Regions from separate parts of the Sus scrofa genome. Here region 2 is linked to region 1. The links are chromatin contacts, called in public HiChIP or PLAC-seq maps. All regions are on one chromosome and are shown on one strand. The core of a region is the stretch at or near the end of the contact, and the rest is flanking DNA. Distances in the headings are between cores, read along the strand shown. Region 1 overlaps HIVEP1 (zinc finger protein 40). Region 2 has its middle 50 kb from the start of EDN1.

Region 1 (3,679 bases), core at 467-2,966:
GCGTATATGTTCTTTCTGTTATCCAACTCAGGAGATTCTTTATGGGAAAAAAATTACCTTAAATATGGAACAAGCACTGTGCACCCAAATAGTCATCATAACAGTATTTATTCTAGCAAAGAAAGGGAAGCCACCAAACAACGGAGCTGTGTGTCCTAACAAGAGACACGTACGTCACCTCTCGTTTTGGCTGGGGTTTGATAAACCTGGGAGAGGAGAACTGGTGTTTTCTTTCCAAACACATCCCAGCTGAAGCAGTATATGACCCACACTCCTCCGCCTGCCACCAACACACTGGTTTCGCTCAAGATGTGGCATCGGCTCTGCCCTCACCTAGGGCTGGGGAGTCTGACAATTCCCCCCACCCACCATCTCCCAGGGCTTTAGAACCTGATGGGTCTTGCAGTTTCTGTTTTCTGTTCTATCCAAACATTTGAGTTCGTTTATAATTAAAAATGTTTTCCTATGACAATCTTTTTTCTCCCAGAGCTTATAACATATTTCTATGCTGTTTCTCTTATTTTTTTCCTTGGTAAGTTTTTATCTTCTAACTTGACCAGGAGAAAACTCCACCCTCTTCTTATAAACAAACCATAAAGTGACAGGACATCTCAATGTGCAAAGAGCAGCAAGTAAAATTTGACTAGACCTGCCACGGAAAATTCCAACACACACACACACAAAACGCATCTTAGAAAATATTTGTAATAATTGTATATCTTGTCTCAGGCAGACTAGCATTCTGAAACACCCTATTCTCTAGACACATACCCTTTCAGACTGCGTCCCCCAAATGGGTATGTGAATTAAAGCAGCTGCACAGAAAGTCTTCTAATCTAGGGAAAAATTATAGCTGTCAAATATATCAGGGACATGGCCCAAATATAAGAAATAGATTTTCCTGTAATGAAAATCAAATTATTGAAAAAAACTAGATTTTAAACATTATTCTTAAAATGAGACTCCCCACCTCTTACTCCAAATATTATTGAGCAACTGCTACAAGCCTTCACCTAATATTTCCATTTTGCATGCATTTTAACAACTGTTATGTCAACCTACATTTCTAGCTAACAAGTGGTTACCTAGTCTTAAGCTGCTGAAATGCCATTCTTGGGTTTCATTTTAGGACAAGAAAAGAAAGTTAAGTTGGGGCCACACTGTGCACAGGGGATGGGAGGGTTTTGTGTTCAGACAAACTGAGCCTCCATCCTGGTGGCTGGTGACACCAGGCCAAGTGACGCTGCTCTCAGCCCCATACCTCAGCTTTGCCATCAAAAAAAAAAAAAAAAAAAGAAAGAAAGAAAGAAAAAGAAAGTGAAACCAAACCAAAAGTTAAGTGGGACCATCTGCCTCACGAGACAGTTTGAATTCCTGAAAGAGATGACGGAGGTCAGAGACTGGGCCCAGAGGGGAGGGTCAGTGTGTCAGCTCTTCCCAAAAGCACTCCTTAAACTGTCAAACAACTGTATGTAGATCCGCTAAGGATCAGACAAAATTGTAACCACCTGATGTACCACGGGCAGGATATTTACAACATTCATTTTTTCAAACGATGTTTAAGAAAATGAACATGTACAAACACAAGTCCTCGAACAGCACATCCTGCTACACGAAGTCGTCCCTCTGAACACGCATCCGCCCACTTTGGGCTCCTAGGAAGACACGTGTCACTATTCAGACGAGTGCCCTCGTGGGGTCAAACAAAACTAGAGGAAAAGAACAGACAGATACATGCGTAATCTGAATGGCTATCTTGTGGTCTGGCTGCCGTCAGAGGCCATCTCTTTACTCGTGCAACACGCTGCACAACTGGAAGGTAGTTTCCAAAGGCTGCCCTCGCCCCGGAGCCCGGGTCACGGTGAGTTACAGCCGCGCAGCCTCAGAGCCGGGCCGGCTGATCACACCGGCGCCATCGGCGGAAAGTCCCCGCACGCGGGGTCTGAACCCATCTGGAAGGCAGAGCCGGCAGTTCCTCCTCCAACTGATCCGGGCAAGGGTGTAGACAAGCCCAGTCACAGCCACCGAGGTTCTCGCCTGAGGCTGCTGAAGCCTAATGACGGGCGAGAAGAGACGGCAAGGGAAGGGAACCACAGCAAGGAAAGCGCACACGCAGGAAGGGGGAGAGAGGAGAAAAACTTCAGCCCCTCCAATAAGGCGACCTCAGAAATACCGGCTCCTGCGCTGGGCTCCCCCACAGCCGCCCTTCCCCGGGAAAAACAAACACAAAGCTGGTTGCAGCGGCACGCTCAGGTGTAAGCTGCAACCAGGCTGTTTCCTTCCATTTGGAAATGCAAAGCGCAGGCCAATGCACATATGCACCTATTACACTTTCAAATTTCACTGCCGAATTATTTTATACACACACACAGACAAAAATGAAAGAACAAACCTTTTTTTTTTTGTCTTTTTGCCATTTCTTGGGCCACTCCCACGTCATATGGAGGTTCCCAGGCTAGGGGTCCAATCGGAGCTGTAACCTCCCGTCTACGGCAGAGCCACAGCAATGTGGCTGGCTCCTCTGATGAAGCATTTGGTCTTTCACAGGCACCTGTGGCTGGCAGGACCTTTACACACACACACACACACACACACACACACGTTAAATGCGGCTTATCTACCACACAGAGAATCAGTTGGGAAAGTGAGATGTGATGCCTGAAAGTCAGCACCCCCACCGCAGGCTGGGGGACCAGGGGCCCTGCGTTCAGGGCACGTCCCCGGGTCAGTGTTCGGACAGGTTAGAGGTGAGAGGCCCAGACCCGGCAGGTCAGGCAGAGGCTTCAGGTTTCCCGGGAGCTAAGGCCAGACACGCCATGTGTGCTGACCTGCACCCGGGACCCAGGAGCCCATGACAGCCCCAGTTAGCATCCTCCCAGCTGATGCCCGAGTTTACATCCTCATTTTAATGTCACAAACCAACTCGTCAAATTCCAGCTCTGCCTCACTCTTAACAGTTACATGTATAAAGGAAGCAAAATTTCACAAAGGGAATGCTCCCTCATTACAAAATAACAACTGTTGAAATCCCAAATAGGGCAAGCTAGAAAAAGGGAGTTTATTCAATACAGCTACTCGAACTTGCCAGGAATACACGCATTAATTATATAGCCACAAATTTAATTTGTTTTTAAATAACCTTGAATCATCTGTAAATCATACTTCCATCTTTTTTTTTTTACATGAATTTCTACCCAGGGTAGCAGGAAGAAAAATATCTCGATTTTTTTAACAGAGAACTGGGTGAACTTCATATATCGAAAAGCACTTGTTGGATTTTTAGTAATCTACAGTTAGTGAAAGAGAAGCAATCGATTCAGGCAGAGCACCTGGCATGCAGGTCTGTGCAAGAGCCTTACACACCCCCCCAAACACAGAAAACACAGACACGGGCACGGTCACCCCACAGCTGCGTGAGGAGGTCAACTACCACTGGCTCCTCTTCTCCGGGGTGAGGACCCACCACCCACACCATGGGAATCTGAGAGAGAGAAGGAGAAAGAGAGCAAAGAGAGAGGGGGGCGGGCACAGAAAGACCCCTTCAGACGGGGTTGCTCAGGGCCAGGGGCAGGTGCCAAAACCACCTTTCTCTTAAATACAGATGGATTCAGTCATAAAAATAGCATTAATCCCAAACCTCCATATACCAAAGAGTGCCTTTATTTCAGCACTCGTTTCA
Region 2 (3,780 bases), core at 363-2,862, 150 kb before region 1:
TGCAAGTCATCGTGTTATTAAAGTCAGCAGCAGATTCGGTTGAGAATAGGAAGGAAGCCCAGGACGACAGACTTTCACAGGAAATGGAGAAAACCGAGAATCTTGACTCAGGTTTTCTGCAGTTGCGTTGCGGGCTGCTTTAGAACCATCTACCTTTCAGTGACATGCAACCCCCACGTCTCCAAATGAGCTCACCGAGACCCTGAGACAAAGAAGTAATTTGCCCAAAGATCCTTACGAGGTCACTTGCCATGGCCCAGGACTGGGGCAGAGTCTCCCTTCTCGTAGGATTTTACCCGCATTGCTGCTACCTCCTCACCTTACATACTAGCCAGACAGACACCCCGACCCTCCCCCCTTTAAAACAAATTCTATGTGAAAAATAATTACTGTTTAAAGAAGATATAATACCCAGGTTGGGGGAAAGCACTATAATTGTGCAAATGAGTATTTGCCAAATATCTCTGCCTGGCTGTGTTTCTTTGTGAAATGTTGTTGAGTCTGGCCACTTGCTCAGGTGCTGTCTGGCCACCCTCAAAACCCCTCACCTCTGGCCATCTCAGAGAGAGAGAGGATGGCACCAGTGAAGCCTCCACCGCTAAGAGCAGACTCTCCTTAAGCACAGACACCTTGGGGAATGGGGTGCTTCTGGCACCCCACAGGAATTTCAGGGAAGACTCTAGCGGCTTCTGATTGGATTTAAAGCCTGGAGCCACAGCCCCCAGAAGAGAGAGCTTTGAGGTGGGCCCTGCTCTTGGCCTTGGTTTGGGGGATCAGCAGAACAGTGGTTAGGAGCAGAGACTTTATGTCAAAAGGGTCTGACTTCCAATCCAAGCATGTGATTGGGTCGCTCCATGACCTCAACCTCAACCTCCAAATTTGAAATAAGACCCGTTACCCTGTGATTTTTTTGAAGGGATTAAACTTGTTACTATTAACATAGTATTTTGGTGTCAGAAACATGAAACTCACGCCCCCATGAAAGGTGATGCCATTGTCACCAGGTCTGAGAACCCCCGGAAGGTGGGGAAAGACACTCTGGGTCTCCTGCCTCCCTCCCTGGAGGCAGCCTTCAGACCTCCGCTTCTCTGCCACGGCTGAGGGAGCATCTCCCGTTTTAGCTCTCAGATTCTGCTACTTTAATAAATGCGTCAGACCACAAGGGGGTGCTTTATTCTAAAGTTTGATAAGAGGAGGCTTTTCCAACCATACAAGTGAATAGCCAAGTGCATTCAGCATCATTATCAAGCGTCAACTTCCTAACCCTGATACGAGCATCCAGGTAGGCTCCCGCCCTCTGTAACCTATGAGCAAGGAGCACAGGGCGCCCATGGAGAACCGAGTCCCTCTTGTCTCTGCCAGGGAGGAAGGGGAAGATAGCTTCAGCAAAGCTGATGCCTGTATCTGGTTTCTTTTTCTACCGCATTATGTAAACCTCTGACAAACCTACACACGTGTTAGGTGGTTTCCCCCGATTTCTGTCTTAGTCCCCTGCTGAGCAATGGTTCACAGGGTGCAATGATGAGAAAGCGAAGGAGGGTGTCCTGGTGTCCTCCACCCTGCAGTGGGGACCAGACCACTTCCCCCTTGTAGCGCAGTGACGGAAGGCTTTGGGCGTGAGTACAGATCATGAGGTTCTGTGTGTAAAGCAGACGCCCACACCTCTTAGTGTGCACCTTGCCAACATGCACACCCTCGGGTCTCACTGAGTTAGCATCCCACCAACAAGAGCCATCCTGCCCATTGGGTTAACTCCCTTGGATTCGTAGAGCAGTAGCTAAAGGACTTTGCAGCCAGTGTGTAGCCATCATTGAGAGACAATGTGGAATTAGCAGTTCTGGGGCTGAGGCCAGGCTCCGTCACTACCTGGCTGTGTGACTTGGGGCGATTCCTTGAATGCCGTTCACCTGTCAAATGGTGAGCCAGGAAGGCAGGTAGAGGAGATGGTTTCTAACGTCCTCTTCAATCCCAGCAACCTGGAAGTCAGGCTCCTTTCTCCCTGCATCAGCTAAGTTTGGGGCTATTGCGGAGGCTGGGAGGGTTTTGAGGGGGATCCAAGACAAAAGCAAGCAAAGACAGTGGGAAGGTGGGGAACGGCAGGAAGAGGATGGAGTGAGGAAACGCTTGGCTCGGAGACGAGATGGGACTGAGAGAGAGGGAGAGCGCTGCAGAGAGAAGAACCCAGATCCTGCAAACGGGGGCTAAGACATCAGGGCAAAGTGGGAGGACCTGTACAATGGGGAAAGGGGGGGAGGTTTTCTTTGGATCCAGGCAGAGGATTAGCCTGAAGCTAGTTTTCTAGCTGATCCTCTGATAACAGCTTTCTAAAGGCTTGTGTTGATGTCTTTACCAACTCCTCTGACCTTTTAATCCTTCTGAAAGTGACCTGCCCCCTCTCTCCCCTAATGAGAACAGAGGCAAAGAAAAGAAAGTTTGCCGCCAGCCGCTCCAAGAACATTCGGTTGATTTTCTCATTGCTTTTCAGGCTGCGCCCAACAACCTTCCCTGTAAAATGCCGAAACGGCCTGCACCCGAGTCACAGCACCTGCGGTCAACCAGCTGCCCCACGAAGAAACCTCTTCGAGCAGTTTCCTTCAGTCCCGTTGTATTTTGAGTGAGAAAATCGGGGCAACTGCACATCAACTTCATTGTCGTAGACTCACTTTCACTTTAATTAAGAAATTCATACATTTTTCTTCTAATAAAACCCCGAACACATGGTGGAAGGCACAGGGGACGCAAGATGAGCAGGACAGCACCAGGCCACTTGGCTCAGAGAAAAGACAAGGCAAGTTTGCTGCCTTCCACCAGTTACTGAATTTGGACGAGAGCTGCATTTGTCCTTTTGAAAGGATCTGACTCAGCTTCTTCGAATTTTATGAGCACTCTGGTCCTGCTATTTGAGAATCATATGACCCTTACTTATCTGATACTGGACATTTTATTGTTGGGTGAAAAAAATAAACTCAATTACTAAAAATGTGAACAGACTTCCCAGGGATCTAGTCAGATATATGCATTTATGGAGACTGCGATCACGTCACCAGAAATCATATATATATATATGTGTATAAAATATATATAATGTAGACAGCATATATTAAGATATATAATGTATTTTAAGACACATATTGATATACATATAAAATAATATCTATTATATATTATTATAATATGTAATATATGTATATTAGATGTTATATTCTAAGAGATTACATTAAAATGGTGAAGAATTGTTCTCTCAGAGAAAATGTCCAGATGTTACCCTTTCTTTAATACATGTGCTAATGCCTTCTCTGTGGTTTTGAGTCTACAGATTTTTTTTGGAAGAACTTGTTTCCATCCAAATTCATCGCTAAATACATCAGACTTTTACGGGGGATAAAATCTTACCAAAAAGAAGGGGTTACCAGTGGTGTAGCTTGAGCGAGATCACTAAGTAAAAACTAAAGGAATAAATCAGACAAGCACGTTATTCCAAGAAAACAAGGTCAGGGGCACATTGTCTTTAAATTTCACCCGTTCCCTTTCTGTTTAATAAAATAAATTTATAGCTTTAACCTATGACTCCACAGATAATCATGTGTTTTCTTTTGCAAGGGTTGCCGAGTAAGCTCCTGAAGTATTTTCATTTCGCTTCTGTTCAGAGCACGACCCTGGAAGAATCCAGAAATCAAATTATACGCTAGTTCTAGTAGGAGGAAAGAAATCATTTTTAATCATCAAACCTGAGCAGCAAATTCATATGGGAACTACGAGAAGCACATGTTTTAAGTGGAT

Evidence for each region. HiChIP or PLAC-seq counts read pairs in DNA pulled down with a chosen protein or histone mark.
Region 2: an H3K27ac HiChIP or PLAC-seq map of alveolar macrophages shows a contact between it and region 1. The contact joins two enhancer-like sites. A contact is called at or near these places in 2 of 47 Hi-C or Micro-C datasets (brain and embryonic fibroblasts) and 1 of 2 datasets of contacts at active chromatin or transcription factors (alveolar macrophages).

The regions. Positions count from the first base shown.
Region 1 is chr7:8,554,203-8,557,881 of Sscrofa11.1, reverse strand. The region is part of intron 2 of HIVEP1 (zinc finger protein 40); the gene reads right to left. Among named protein-coding and RNA genes, the nearest start is that of HIVEP1, 40 kb to the right of the region's middle. Within about 2 kb of position 1,716, at least 39 of the 83 cell types and tissues checked have an H3K27ac peak or open chromatin away from gene starts, as enhancers often do. A contact at or near this core is called in alveolar macrophages, where this site is marked.
Region 2 is chr7:8,699,998-8,703,777 of Sscrofa11.1, reverse strand. No RefSeq gene overlaps it. Among named protein-coding and RNA genes, the nearest start is that of EDN1, 50 kb to the left of the region's middle. Within about 2 kb of position 1,612, at least 16 of the 83 cell types and tissues checked have an H3K27ac peak or open chromatin away from gene starts, as enhancers often do. A contact at or near this core is called in alveolar macrophages, where this site is marked.